Linked DNA regions of Mus musculus: regions 1 and 2 are each linked to region 3. Evidence: chromatin contacts called from public Hi-C data. All regions are on one chromosome and are shown on one strand. The core of a region is the stretch at or near the end of the contact, and the rest is flanking DNA. Distances in the headings are between cores, read along the strand shown. Region 1 overlaps Pcsk5 (proprotein convertase subtilisin/kexin type 5). Region 2 overlaps Pcsk5 (proprotein convertase subtilisin/kexin type 5). Region 3 has its middle 63 kb from the start of Ostf1.

Evidence for each region. A called contact is a pair of places that touch in the nucleus more often than the background predicts.
Region 1: a Hi-C map of liver shows a contact between it and region 3, with 4 times the contacts expected there. A contact is called at or near these places in 4 of 484 Hi-C or Micro-C datasets (the N1E-115 cell line, liver and nephron progenitors).
Region 2: a Hi-C map of liver shows a contact between it and region 3, with 4 times the contacts expected there. A contact is called at or near these places in 4 of 484 Hi-C or Micro-C datasets (liver and nephron progenitors) and 2 of 130 datasets of targeted methods (bone marrow-derived dendritic cells and extraembryonic endoderm stem cells).

Annotation. Positions count from the first base shown.
Region 1 is chr19:17,760,434-17,764,515 of GRCm38.p6, forward strand. The region is part of intron 2 of Pcsk5 (proprotein convertase subtilisin/kexin type 5); the gene reads right to left. Among named protein-coding and RNA genes, the nearest start is that of Pcsk5, 75 kb to the right of the region's middle.
Region 2 is chr19:17,778,352-17,783,019 of GRCm38.p6, forward strand. The region is part of intron 2 of Pcsk5 (proprotein convertase subtilisin/kexin type 5); the gene reads right to left. Among named protein-coding and RNA genes, the nearest start is that of Pcsk5, 57 kb to the right of the region's middle.
Region 3 is chr19:18,566,834-18,570,824 of GRCm38.p6, forward strand. No RefSeq gene overlaps it. Among named protein-coding and RNA genes, the nearest start is that of Ostf1, 63 kb to the right of the region's middle.

The DNA.
Region 1 (4,082 bases), core at 1,233-3,732, 810 kb before region 3:
ATTCACTTTTGTATACATTTGTATTCACTAAGTTTGCTTGACATCAACTTCCTGGGAACAATCACCTCAAAAGATTTAAGATTAACTTTCTCTTTGAGGTTAACATTCTTTAAGCTTCCTGAAGAATTCATTGAAAACCAAACAAATTATTTTTTGCCTCAAGTATATACTTTCTTTGGTACAGTTTCATTGACTTGTAGAAAACATTGCTACATTCACTAGTTTCTGTTGCTGTGATAAACACCAGGACCAAAAACAAGGGGGAAAGTGTTTACTGCAGGAGCTCAAGCCAGGACCCTAGAGGCAGAAACTGAGGCAGAGAGCACAGGAGAACACTGCCTACTGGCTTGCATATAGGCTCAAGGCTCTTGCAGCTCAGTACCCTCTGGTCAAGGAAGGCATCACCCACAGTGAACTAAGCCCTCCAACCATCAACCAACTGTCAAGAAAATGTCCCACAGACAAGCTCATGAGCCAATCTGATGAAAGTGATTCCTCCACCGAGGTTCCTATTTCCCAGATAAGTCGAGGTAACAACCAAAACTAACCATCATACTGCCTTATCCCTAGTCATGCCAAGTTTTCTAGTGAACAAAAAGAAAAAGGAAAAAAAAAAAGAAAAGAAAAAGAAAAATTAAAGTGTGCCTTGACTCCCCCACCCCTACTCTTTCCCTTCCGTGTGTGTGTGTGTGTGTGTGTGTGTGTGTGCGCGCACACACATGCACACTTTAGGCCTCACATTCTAAGATCACAATGGAATATCCAAAAAAAAGAGGAGAAGAACGTTATGTGAACTCATTAAATACTTGTTGAATAGGAACACTAGATCTGAAGAGCCTTGTTTAAATTGTATTTTTATAGCATTCTATTTTAAGCTATAGAATTAAATTAAAAAATAAGAAGAAATTTGAACACAATTTTGACTGCTCAAGTATTAAAAGGAAATGGGATTCCAAAGAGCCTAAAACCAGTTTTACTATCTGAAATGCCACCTAGGGTTAAATTCACTTTTGATTCAGGAAAATCCCTTAATAGGGGAACTGAATTAGAGTACCACAGGCTTCCCTCCATCTTTGCTCTAGGATCAAGATTACCACACATTAAAAAATAAATAAATAAATACATACATACATACAGTGGCCAGACTTCATTCTACGGGTGTTTGTCTTTGACTAACCATCCTTTAAGCAATTTGAAGAGCAAGGCAATGCAGATAATACAGTCCAGTCAAAACCTAAAGCAAGTATAGGATATCTCATTCTGTCTTTACTGTGATGTAACTTTTAGATAGCCGCAAGAATGACATTTTTTTTCCTCCAAACAAAGCTTTAATTTAGCTCAATGGACTTTGGTTCCTTTTGGCCTGCACCACAGCCTTGTGCATAAATCATTCCAGATAGTCTCAGATGTGTATTTGAAAAACTGGACGCCCTCAAGCTCAATGCCAACCAGATGAATACAAAGAAGAGCCTTATGTTACACAGAGAGGAGAAATTGTTCAACTCAACTGAGATTAATAAAAAAAGAGGCAAATGTTGGCAAAGGAACGGGCGGTTATTCTCCTGATTTCTCAAACCAAAGAGCATGGGGTGAGCGGACAAATGTGGGAAATTCTGTCAGCATTTCTCTTCTCCATGTAACATACCATTTAACCCACACAGACAATGGTGAGGAAAGTTCTGTTAAGACAGAAAGAGACACTCTTCCCTTGTGAATAAACCACCCCTGGTGCATATGCCATCTGGGTCTCCTGGTTATTTGTATATGAATGACATCGGCTCTTGTTTCTGACTCCCATGGACCCTACTGCTGTGATTTTGCTCATGGTGGAAGGATAAGTGAGGAGAAATAGTTTAAGTTCAGAATTTGGGAGCTGAAGTTTTACTTGTATCTGTCCTGCTCTTTTTAAAAATGAGGCACTGCTGCTAAGCTGGTGGCTTTCTTTGCTTAATCTTCATCAGGATTGGAAATCTCCAAAATTAAAAACTAACCATTGCCCTGCTGACAATAACCTGTCCTATAAATGAAATCCCGTTGGGAACAAAACCATGCCATTTTTTTCTTGTTCTGGTAAAATGTTAAACACACAACTTTTAGGTAGAATGTGTACCATGTTCCCTGGAGGCCAAAGAGTTCAAAGTTAATAAGTAAGTAAGTTTGTGACATCACTGGAGTTAGACATATTGAACAAAGCTTTATACATGGCACCCCCATCAGCAGAGAGATGAGAGACATGAGGGTTGGTAAATGAGGGTATCCATCTCTTTCCCCATCTCCCCCCCCCCCTCTCTCTCCCTCTGTCCCTCCTTCCTCTCCTTCTCTCTTCCCCTCTGTGTGTTTCTGGATTCTAGCATTGTACTTGGCAGAAGAGCTGGGGTATTTTGCAACTAAAAATCCTGGGACTACAATAGCCTTGAACATCAGCACCACCCTCTGAAGTAGTCAGCAGACAGTTAACTTTGGTTAAGGTCACAGTGAAACATGCCTTTCACACTCCAGGAAAAGCATTTCAAAATCTGTGGGCAAACAGGAAAGGAACTGGCATTGTCTCCTCTAAATCCAGTTGCTGGAGGCAAACCAAATGTTTTCTCAATCTGTGTAAGATTCCTTCACATCAGAGACCAAGTCAGGGCTTCCAGGAAAGTGGTACCTGACATGACTTGCAGGTCAGGGCACAGAAAGCCCTGGACAAAGGTTCTGATCAATGACAGTGCAGGCTGGAATTCAAACTAGGGGAAGGGAAAACAGGCTGAACCTGGGTTCTTAGCTCCCTGGCATACCCTGTGGGTTGCAAGGAAGTGCCAAGTTATTTCACTGGGGTTTCTTTTCCTTGAACTCATGGCCAGAGCGCGAGCAATTACAGGAATGATGGAGCTGGGGCAGGAGAAGGGAAACGTTTTCACCCCTGTCATCCAACTGGATATTTGTCAGTAGAAGACAGACAAGCGGCACATTTCCACCATGAAGCTTCCTTCTTTCATGCCATGTGCTATAAATGCCTGACCCTGAAGTCAGTTACATTACTATGATGGATACTTCACCTGGGGGCTCAAAGCTGGGGGAGAGATATTGAGGGCTGTCTCCAGTTCTTTCCATCCTCACCCCTCTATCCCTCCAAAGAACTCTACCTGGCATACTCAGAGCCTCGCTTGACACTGGGGTGAGAGCTGAACTTGCCCAGAGTTCCCAGAAGCACTTTAAGTTTGGAGACTTGAGAAGGGACTGTGAAGATTCTGGCACTGACAGGGGGAACTTCTTAGAGACTTCACTCTGGTGTGACACTTAGCAGCTTAAGGGGATTGAGGGACAGTCAAGTATGAAAATGTCACTACTGGCTAGAAGTAGAGGCTCTATTTAAAAGCAGGCAATTCAGCAGGTAAGGCCAGTGTCCCTGAGTTTCTCCAGCCCAGACAGAAACTATTCTGTGGTTTGCTCAGAGTGTGTACTCCATAAAGATGTAGAGAATATATGGATTTATTCACTGGTTTTCAGTAAACAAACAAACAAACAATAAACAATAGATCTGTCTTTTTCAGGCCCCTGAACAATCCAGGGAAAACATACTTTCCAGACTCTCAAAAGACAGGGAAAATAACCCCATGCCATTAAGAAAATTGATGTTTGAGTTCATGAATTTTGGTCACAGAGCTAAGGCTTGAATAACTATGTGGTCACTATTACTTTTTCCACGTATTCTGACTTCCAATGATAAATCAATAGATATACACCTTTTCACAAATACAGTGATTTGATTATTTGTGTGTGTGTGTGTGTGTTTTCAAAATGAAATCTTTCAACCCAGTACATTATTAGCATTATCCAACTCTTCCCAAGAGAACCTTCCTGTTCTGTTGAAAGACTGAGGCACAGCAGTTAAGTGGCTTGAACAGGTCACACATTGGAGTAGAACCCAATAAAGCAAATCCATGCCCAAATTATTGACCATAGAGCAGTGCCTCCCCTCCCCCAGAAATACTATCCACAGCTGATAAGGGATACATGGCTTTCCTCCTCTTTGAGACATCCCAACATTTCAGTGGCCACAGATGGACTAGTTGGTTTTGTCGAGGACTCTACTAGAG
Region 2 (4,668 bases), core at 1,905-4,404, 790 kb before region 3:
TCAGTTTCCATAGTGCAGGGAGTACGGGAGAGGGAGATCCAAGGATGCACTTCCTCCCCTGCCCACAATGCTCAATAACCAACTTTGGCTGCTTGTAAATTCATAAGCAGCACGGAAGCTTACAAACACAAAGACAGATTATTGATGCTACTGAAGTGTTAAAGTGACTGATGAACCTAGCATGAACATCAGTGAACATCAGCATACCTATAAAGAAAAATGCTTCCCTGGCGCCTCTCCAAGAAGATGAGCACAGGATCCACAAAGGGGAAGAATTAGACATTTCTACCAGGAAATTCCTGGTATAGTCTCATACGTGGCATTCTATATTTCTAGGAACTGGTTAATAAGATGAGTAACACCATTTGTTAACATATTCAAATGGCCCCAGGGTCTGTTTATTCTATATGAAGTTTATCACTACAATTCCTTGCTGTGCAAATGCTAAATGCAAGGTTTCTATAAGAGCCTTTTCATCCTTAATCATTAGCCCAAAGCTGCAATTGCTGCTTTCAAAAACAAAACAAAACAAAAAACAAAAACAAACAAACAAACAAACAAACAAAAAAAAAGAGGACAGGAAAACTTTGGGGATTTACTGAGACCACACAATAAAATGTAGCTCTATTCCTCACTCAGCTTGTGATAAAAACACATTCCCATATTTCTTTTACCAAAGTCTGATTATTTTAGACTACAAATTCGAAAGTGTGGGACTTGATAAATGTGTAATATCTTTCTGTTGGAAAACAGAGTAAACGAATATAACAGAGACACTACTACCTTCAACCCCAGTATAAATGTGTATAACAGGCAAGTATCTACATATACACAGAAAGACATACATGTACACCCAGAAGTATGTATGCAAGAATAAAGAAAACTACCATGCTGTCTGCTTCCCTAGAAATGTAAGAAGCAAGAGACAAGTTTTGACCAGGAAACGACTGGCAAGTGCCTTTTCCGCTTGGCATTGGTTCTCCAGACAAAGCAAAGTCACAACGTGATGATGAAAGTCACCTCTCCTCTGCCTTCAACTAAAGCCAGACTTATGGCTAAGCAACTTGATCTGGTGTAGCCACCGACATAGAGCAGCACCATGAAATATTTATTGGTGGTTGCTACTGTTTCTTAGATCTTCTCTTTCCCAATACCCTTTTCGCCAATCTCATTTGTTCTTTTCTTCCTTACCACCAAATCTTACTACTCAACAGACAAAGACAGATAATGCCTGCCTTCTTCTAAGATGAGACTGGAAATTTAAAACATTTGTCTTACCCAGGAAAGAAAACTGTGAGCTTTTTGGACCAGCAAGATAGCTTAGTGGCTAAAGGCATTTGCCGCCAAGCCTGGAGACCTGAGTTTAGTTCCCAGGAGGAACATGATGGAAAAAAAGAAACCAACTCCCATAGGTTGTCCTTTGACCTCTATACACCCAACAATAAAACACACTCAGCTAATTAAATGTATAAGAATAAAAGAAAAATGTAGGCTCTGAGCCCAGTTGTTAAAAAAAAAAGTTCCCCACAAGAAAGATATTTTAAATGATGAAATAATAGTAGTTAATGATATTTTTCAGGTTTCCAAGTCAAAATAAAAACTACAGTGTAATAAGTATTATCAACGTGTTTATAAGCTGTAGATTTCACTGTGAGAGAGACAGTAGCACAGCTTTCTCTAAATCATATAATTCATTCTCCTAACCATCACTTGCATGTGGCAATAGATTTGAGAATTTACAAACAAACAGCAAAAGGTATGTGGTGCAAATTCATGCAAAGGCAGCTTTAGGAACCAATGCTGTTCAGGTTACAGATGCTACACTCCAAACCATGTCGTTCAGCTTGTGAGTGGGCTGTCAAGCTGCAGCACCTCCATAAGCCACTGCTACTCAGCAGAGGCAGCAAAAGAGGGACACCCTTGAGATAAACAGCTTCCTGGATGAAATCTCAAAGATGCTGTATCAAAGGCAATAGTTCAACCTGACCAGACTCCTGACTGTTAAGGTTCCCTTCATCTGCCCTCCAGAAAATGAACAACTATGGGGGTGGAACACAAACTACCTAGTGGTGTGGGTAGAGAAGGTTGATGAGAAACACACGCTCATCTCCTATGAATTCTGAGGGAATGGCACATCATTTTTCCTTCATTGTGGTGGCCATCGCACAACCAAAAGCAGCCAACAACTTGCAGTATCATTGCATCAAAGTAAATTTCTCCGGAGGCGAATTAAGCAAACTAATTTTTTTAATTAGCTATTCTCACATCTACTACCATATAGTGGACAAAGTTTTCAGATACACTGTCTGTCTTTGTATGAAAACAGCTAAGTAGGAAGAGACTTGAAGGAACACTCAATGTTGGTATTTGTCAGGAACCTAAGTTTGTCCATACTCCAAGAGTGACTATCCACCTGAGTGTGACTCTTCCGCAATGTAAATTTTGCATCAGAAGGAAACTGTGAAAGCCAAAGTTAAAGTATAGGTGACAATCTTTCATGCTAGAGAAATCGATAGATATACTGAATTTACTTGAAGTGGATTAAGAATTTGGATGGATTGATGGGCAGGTTAAAACGAAGAGGTGCATAGCTGTGTGGTAAAGACCATGTGTAGAATGCTAATCATGCAATGAGGTATATGGCGCTGTTTCTTTTACTCTTTCAAAACTTTGCTGCATGTTTGCAAACTAATAAAATATTAGGGAGAAGTCAAGCTTTTGTTTTGTCTATGTGACTCAATCTATATAGCCAAGATAACCCTGGAACTTCCTTTTCTTGTTTCAGCCTTCCAAGTGCCATCATTTCCTATTCCTAACATATTACTGAGATTAAAGACTTAGAAATTATGTATAATTGCAGAATTCTGTCCATCTCATAAAGCATGTCCAACGATGGATTGCATTTAGACATGAAGTTCAGCTCTGCTTACTCCCTGATTATAAAAGAAAATTAAGTTCATATGACCATGGTTCATGACCACTGAGTTAACTCACCATCTAGGTACTGAAACTGGCTACTAGGGAAAGGGTATTGCTAACTTCAATGTCCAATTATGTAATCCAATGTTTCCCCAAAGTCTAAGCAGTACAGACAGGAAATTGAGAGCAGTCAGCTCTATGGACCCGTGACCCATCTTGTTATTGCCACTCAAGGGTTCATAGGTGCCTTTGCCCTCTCAGAGTAATTCAGCAATCTCGAGCTTGAATCCAGGCCAGCCTTCTGACAGATCCTATTAGTTATTGCTAACTGTCTCCTATGACTCAGATCTATGGAGCTGGAACTTCCTCGTCTGAAGGGATTGTGTGACAACAGGGTTACTTTTTGTGCTTTCCAAAATCTTTCCAAATTCTAAAAAGCCTAAAACGGTTGCTTCCTCCCCAAGCATACAATCTAAAAGATGACAGTTGAAGAGAAGGCTGATAGATAAATTCATTGCAAATGACCTTGGTGTGGAGGCTTTCAGGTTAACTATAGCAAGCTCCCAACCATCAGCATATACATTACACACACACATAGACACACACACAGACACAAACACATAGGCACACACTCCACAGCAGGTAACATGCACCCACCCAACACAAACACACATACACACACCACATACATTGGAATCTAAAGGTCAAGTGTGCAGAAGAATAGTCTATGAAAAAGCTTTCTTAAAGTACTAACTGAATTTTTCTTTCTACTAAACAGAATGGAAAGAGTCACTGTTGGAGGGGTCTTGATTGCTGTATTATGGGTACTATTAGAAGCAGAAAACCAATCTAAAGGCCCCATCATAGAATACACGGGAAAATAATTATGGTTATTCCATCATGTTCCTTTATAGTAATGATGTTTTTAAGGCACATTTCGTGAGAAAGGAATAAGAGAAATCTACCAACAACATACTGTTGTCATGGATACTGAGATTTGGAGAGTCCTTATTGTCAGCTGTGTTTCTCAGTATTTGGTCTATTTTCCCTACCTTTAATCTTAAAATGATTTAGGTGTAAATTGAGGTTGCTGTATTTACCAAATAATAAAGCAGGCTGCTGAGTTAAAGTTGAATTTAAGATAAATGACAAACCCTTCAGCAAAAGTATAACCGGTATTATATTTGAGACAGTCCCAAGTAGAAATTTGTTATTTTCTTTGGAATATATAAACTTGGAGTTATTTTACATGAAAGTTTTTAAAAGTACACTAATTGATGCTTTCAAACTATGGCTTCACAGTGGGGCAGTGTTGTGTGCTGGTACAGAAGCTGATGTTGAAGACTAGTTTCTAGATTCCTGCAACTGAGATCAGCAAAGAAAAGAAATGAAGTCCTAGCTTCAGGCAGGGTGCATCCCAGTGCCTTGTACAGCAAAGCTTCCAAAAATGATAGATTGGGCTTCAGAACTCATGGATGAAGGCTGTTGCTTAGCTTTGCCAGTGGACTAACAAGAGAATCAACACTACCACTAATAATTTTCACCTATCATATCTACCTTTGTTTCTATCTGATTTTTTTGTTGGCCTCTTTTAGTTCCTTTACTGACTCCACCACTACCTTCTAATATATTTCTAACTTATTAGAATGAGCAGATGTCTTTAAAATGTGTTTACTTGTTGATGACTTTTAAGATGGCCTAGTCGGCCATCACTGGAAAGAGAGGCCCATTGGACACACAAACTGTATA
Region 3 (3,991 bases), core at 613-3,112:
TGCCCCAAAGTCAGCCCTCTCTTAATTTGTTTATCTCCTTGAACATAGGATTCAGCTTCATTTCACTTCCTGGTGCCCCTTTATTACCATACATTTTATATTTTCCTTTCTCAGTGTGCTCCTTTTCATTAAAACACTCTTCATAAAAGTGAACCTTAATAACCACACAACAGAATTTGTACCAGGCTGTTTTGGGACTTCCTTTATCAGTGCAATTAATCTAAATCATTTCTCCTTAGCCTCAGGCAGACTATTCTAACAATGACAAAAATCAGCCATGTTCTTCAGCAAAATATCACAGAAACAGTCTCTAGGCCACATACCTAGGCAGTATCCAGGCAGATGTGGGACTGGAAAAGCTGAGAGTTCTATGTTTTCATTCAAAGGCAGCCAGGACTGGCTTCCAGGCTGCTAGGAAGATTCACCTGTTGTGTTGCTCCCACCCTCTATCTGGCAAAGGCTTAACCAATGTTTAGTCTACACTCACCTGAATAGCCATAATTACAGAGAACCTCAAGGGCTAAAATAGAGTCATCTGATACTTGCTAACTCAAGTCAGTATACTCATCTGAAAAAGTCTCAGTTATCCACAAACCTTGGTAAGGGCAGAACCGTGCCTTCCCTGTAACCCAGTCATATTTTAAAATCCCAACTATCAATACATATTTGGAAACAGAACCTTGAAAAAAATGATTAATTTAAGTAGAAGCCATTGTGGTGAGGCCAAGTACAGTTTACTGCTTTCCTCAAAAGAAAGAGAAAGGTGGTTAAGGGGCCGTGGGTAAGAGAAAGAGGGAAGTGGGTAAGAACCCGTGTCCCATCAGAGTTCTGGTGCTCTCGGCGGTGGACGCAGGGGTGGCACTCCACCCAGGGAGGAAGACAGGAGAGGGCAGGGGGAGAGGGGGGGCGCTGGATGGTTCCCACTCAGGCGAGAGTCCTTAGTCCAGTCCATGGCTGCAGCGTAGGAAGGCCTTCTGGCGGGCACTTATACGCAGCTCGTTAGGAGAAAGCCTATCCCATTGTTCAAGCATGGTGGGCCTTCATGATCAGAGCTAGTCTATGGTTTTAGAGCTTTTTTGTAGAAAGGCAGGGGAAAAGAGAGAAGGTAGAAAGAGAGAGAGAGACCGGGCATGGCCACATGGAGAGAGGGGAGAAGGGAAAGAGAAAGAGAGCTAGAGAATAAGAAAGGTGAAAGCTTAAAGAGAGAGAGAGGTGGGGCCAAGCAGTCTCTCTTATAGTAGGCTGGGCTATCTTCCTGTTGTTAGGTAACTGTGGGGAGGAGTCTAGCCAGAATGCCACAAGCTTGGGACATTGTCTACGTGACAGATAACCACGCGCCTCTCCTGTGGGGGCTGTGGGGACAGTAACTTTGACAGGAGCCAGGGGTCCAGGAGACTTGATTGAATGCCTTCTGTCCCATGTAGGTGGAAATTACCACCCACCAATCCCACCGGGGGTTCAAGACCTATGCTCAACTGGAGACCAGGCTCTCTGTGCATAGCCCATTGCCCCACAGGTGGTCATGCAGAAGAATAACTGGAGTACACATTCACAGAGAAGAGACATGTGCTAGCATACTGGGACCGCAGCCACTGCCAGTCTGAAGAGCAAACAATGTGGCCTCATTTTCACAGCCTCTGAGCTATGAAAAATCATGCCCCAGAAAACTAGGCAAACCTTCAGTGTAATGTCTCATTGTTATGCCTTGCTTTTTCCCACCATTAAATTCCACCCACCAAATAGAAGGCAGCTGTGACCAAAAAACGGGGCTGGTGTATTGGCTTCCTGGAGCATGGGACTCACACTCATGAGAACGATGACATGTCTCAACTAAGGTCACTAGGGGAGGGTGCTAAGGGGCATGGAGGTTTGCCAAAGTGTGGATTTCGGGCAAAAGGAAAGGGGCAAGGTCTATGTAGAGACATCAGAATTGTATGAGAAGGAGGAAAGCCGGACAGTCGAGAATCGTATCTCTAAGTGGTAAGAGTCCTTTGCAATTACTAGAAAGCATTTGAGCATTTGTCTTGAACTAAAGGTAAATAAGCTGGTGCTAAAAGCTTATGCTGCAAATGCAGATCCTTTGGGCTTAGGCAGTCTTGACAGCCAGGATGGCTTCTGGGGGCAGTTGTGCAACTTGTGGCTTCTGTTTCATTTCTTACCTCTTAAAACGTCTCTGTGCGTTACTCAAGTGATCTGAGTGGCTATCAGAGACCAGTAACCATTCCATTAATACAGGGAAAGGGGGGACAGCTTACACGCTGGGTATCTCCAAAATGTCTCAGTGGTTTATAAAACTCTGTGATCTGAAGATTAAAAACAGGCAATCTGACTTCTGAAAGACTCATGACCTTTGGCAAGTTTGTATTTTTGTGTAAACTGAAACTCAAATAGTACAATTGATTTGCAGCTTAGCTCAAAAGTTTGATGTGAGCTACAATCAAAGCTTGACTCAGTTCCCATCACCCTGGCTAGCTAGTCATTTGGGCAAATTAACACCTTTGGGTCAAGTTCATTACCATCAAAATGACATAATAGCACATCACTCCTAGGGTTATTGTGAGAATTAAGTAGCATGGGAAATGTAGTTATGTGACACACATAACAGATATCAAATAACCATAAGAGTTGGTGGCTTAAATATGGCAATTTTATTTCACTCACGGTTTTGCAGATCAAGATTACAGTAAAAGATTGCCTGAGTATTCACACCACTTCAAGTATCAGCTAAGGTGATTTCTCAAGGGTTGAAGGATCTGAATCCAAGATGGCTCCCTTCTGGACTTAGGACATGCTTGTCCTAGCTGTCAGAGGGAGATGACCAACAGCTTTCAGCTACAGGCTGGTGTCCTCCCCAGGGGGCTACTCTGGTTCCCTGCCTACTAGGTTCCAAGAGACCTGAGCAGAAGCTGGCTGACTTCATATAACATAGCCCTAGTTCCCAGAGGCCCACATCATTGCTGTCTACCAGTGAAGCATGTCCCGAAAGTCATCAGAGACTCAAGAGAGTAAGAATTAATCTCTACTTTTCCCAAGTGAAATGGTAATTTGGGCCTGTCTAAAATCCAGCCCCACTTCTGAAGTGTTTACTACACTAGCCACCATTCTCTGAACTATTGCGACCACTGGCTCTTACCAGAAAGAAGACAGAAGAACACCAGGCAGTTTTGTGTCTTAAATTGGCATCAGAGAATCAAAGAAAATAAGAGGTAGAGATTGGAAAGGACCATAGTTTAACTGTTCTCTAGACACAACAGAACAACTGTACTCATGAACTCAGGTCAGCTCTAGTTGCTTGCCCAAGATCAACTAAGTCACTATTCTAGCATAGCAGAAAGAGTTCACAGGTCTCTACTCCTCACCTGACAATCTACCCACAGTCCTTGGCTTCTGGAGAAAAGTTGGTTTTCTTTCAGGGTGTGGCCCCTACTAGGTCACCCATATTAAAATGGATTGTCCCACACCCAGGAGTTTATATGTGCAGCACAAATTGGATTATAGTTGTTTTGACAAGAGGACACAAAGTTGGGGAGAGGTGGAAGAAGGTGGTTATGGGAGGAATTGGGAGGAAGAGCAAAACTAAAATTAATAAATAAAAAAAATGGTAGCCTGAAAGAAACAGTGTTGTTGCTGTGATATATCATACCCTGTGATTTTCGGGGCTTTAGAAATGGTTTGTAGAAGAATGTGGGACAATTTTGAGTTGCGGGCTAGAGACTCACTAGTGATATTAAGAAGAGCTTAATGGGTGGCTTTAGTGGGCAATTGAAAGATTAGAATACTAACAGGAAGGGATGCAGATATTAATCCTGTGCTCAGAAAGTTTCACAGCAAGGACTGTATCAAGAATTGAAATGATGGCTGGAAAGTAGTGGCACATGCCTTTAATCCCAGCACTCAGGAGGCAGAGGCAAGTGGATCTTGAGTTCAAGGTCAGCCTGGTCTTCAGAGCAAGTTCTAGGACAGCCAAGGCGACACTGAGAAATCTCGTTTC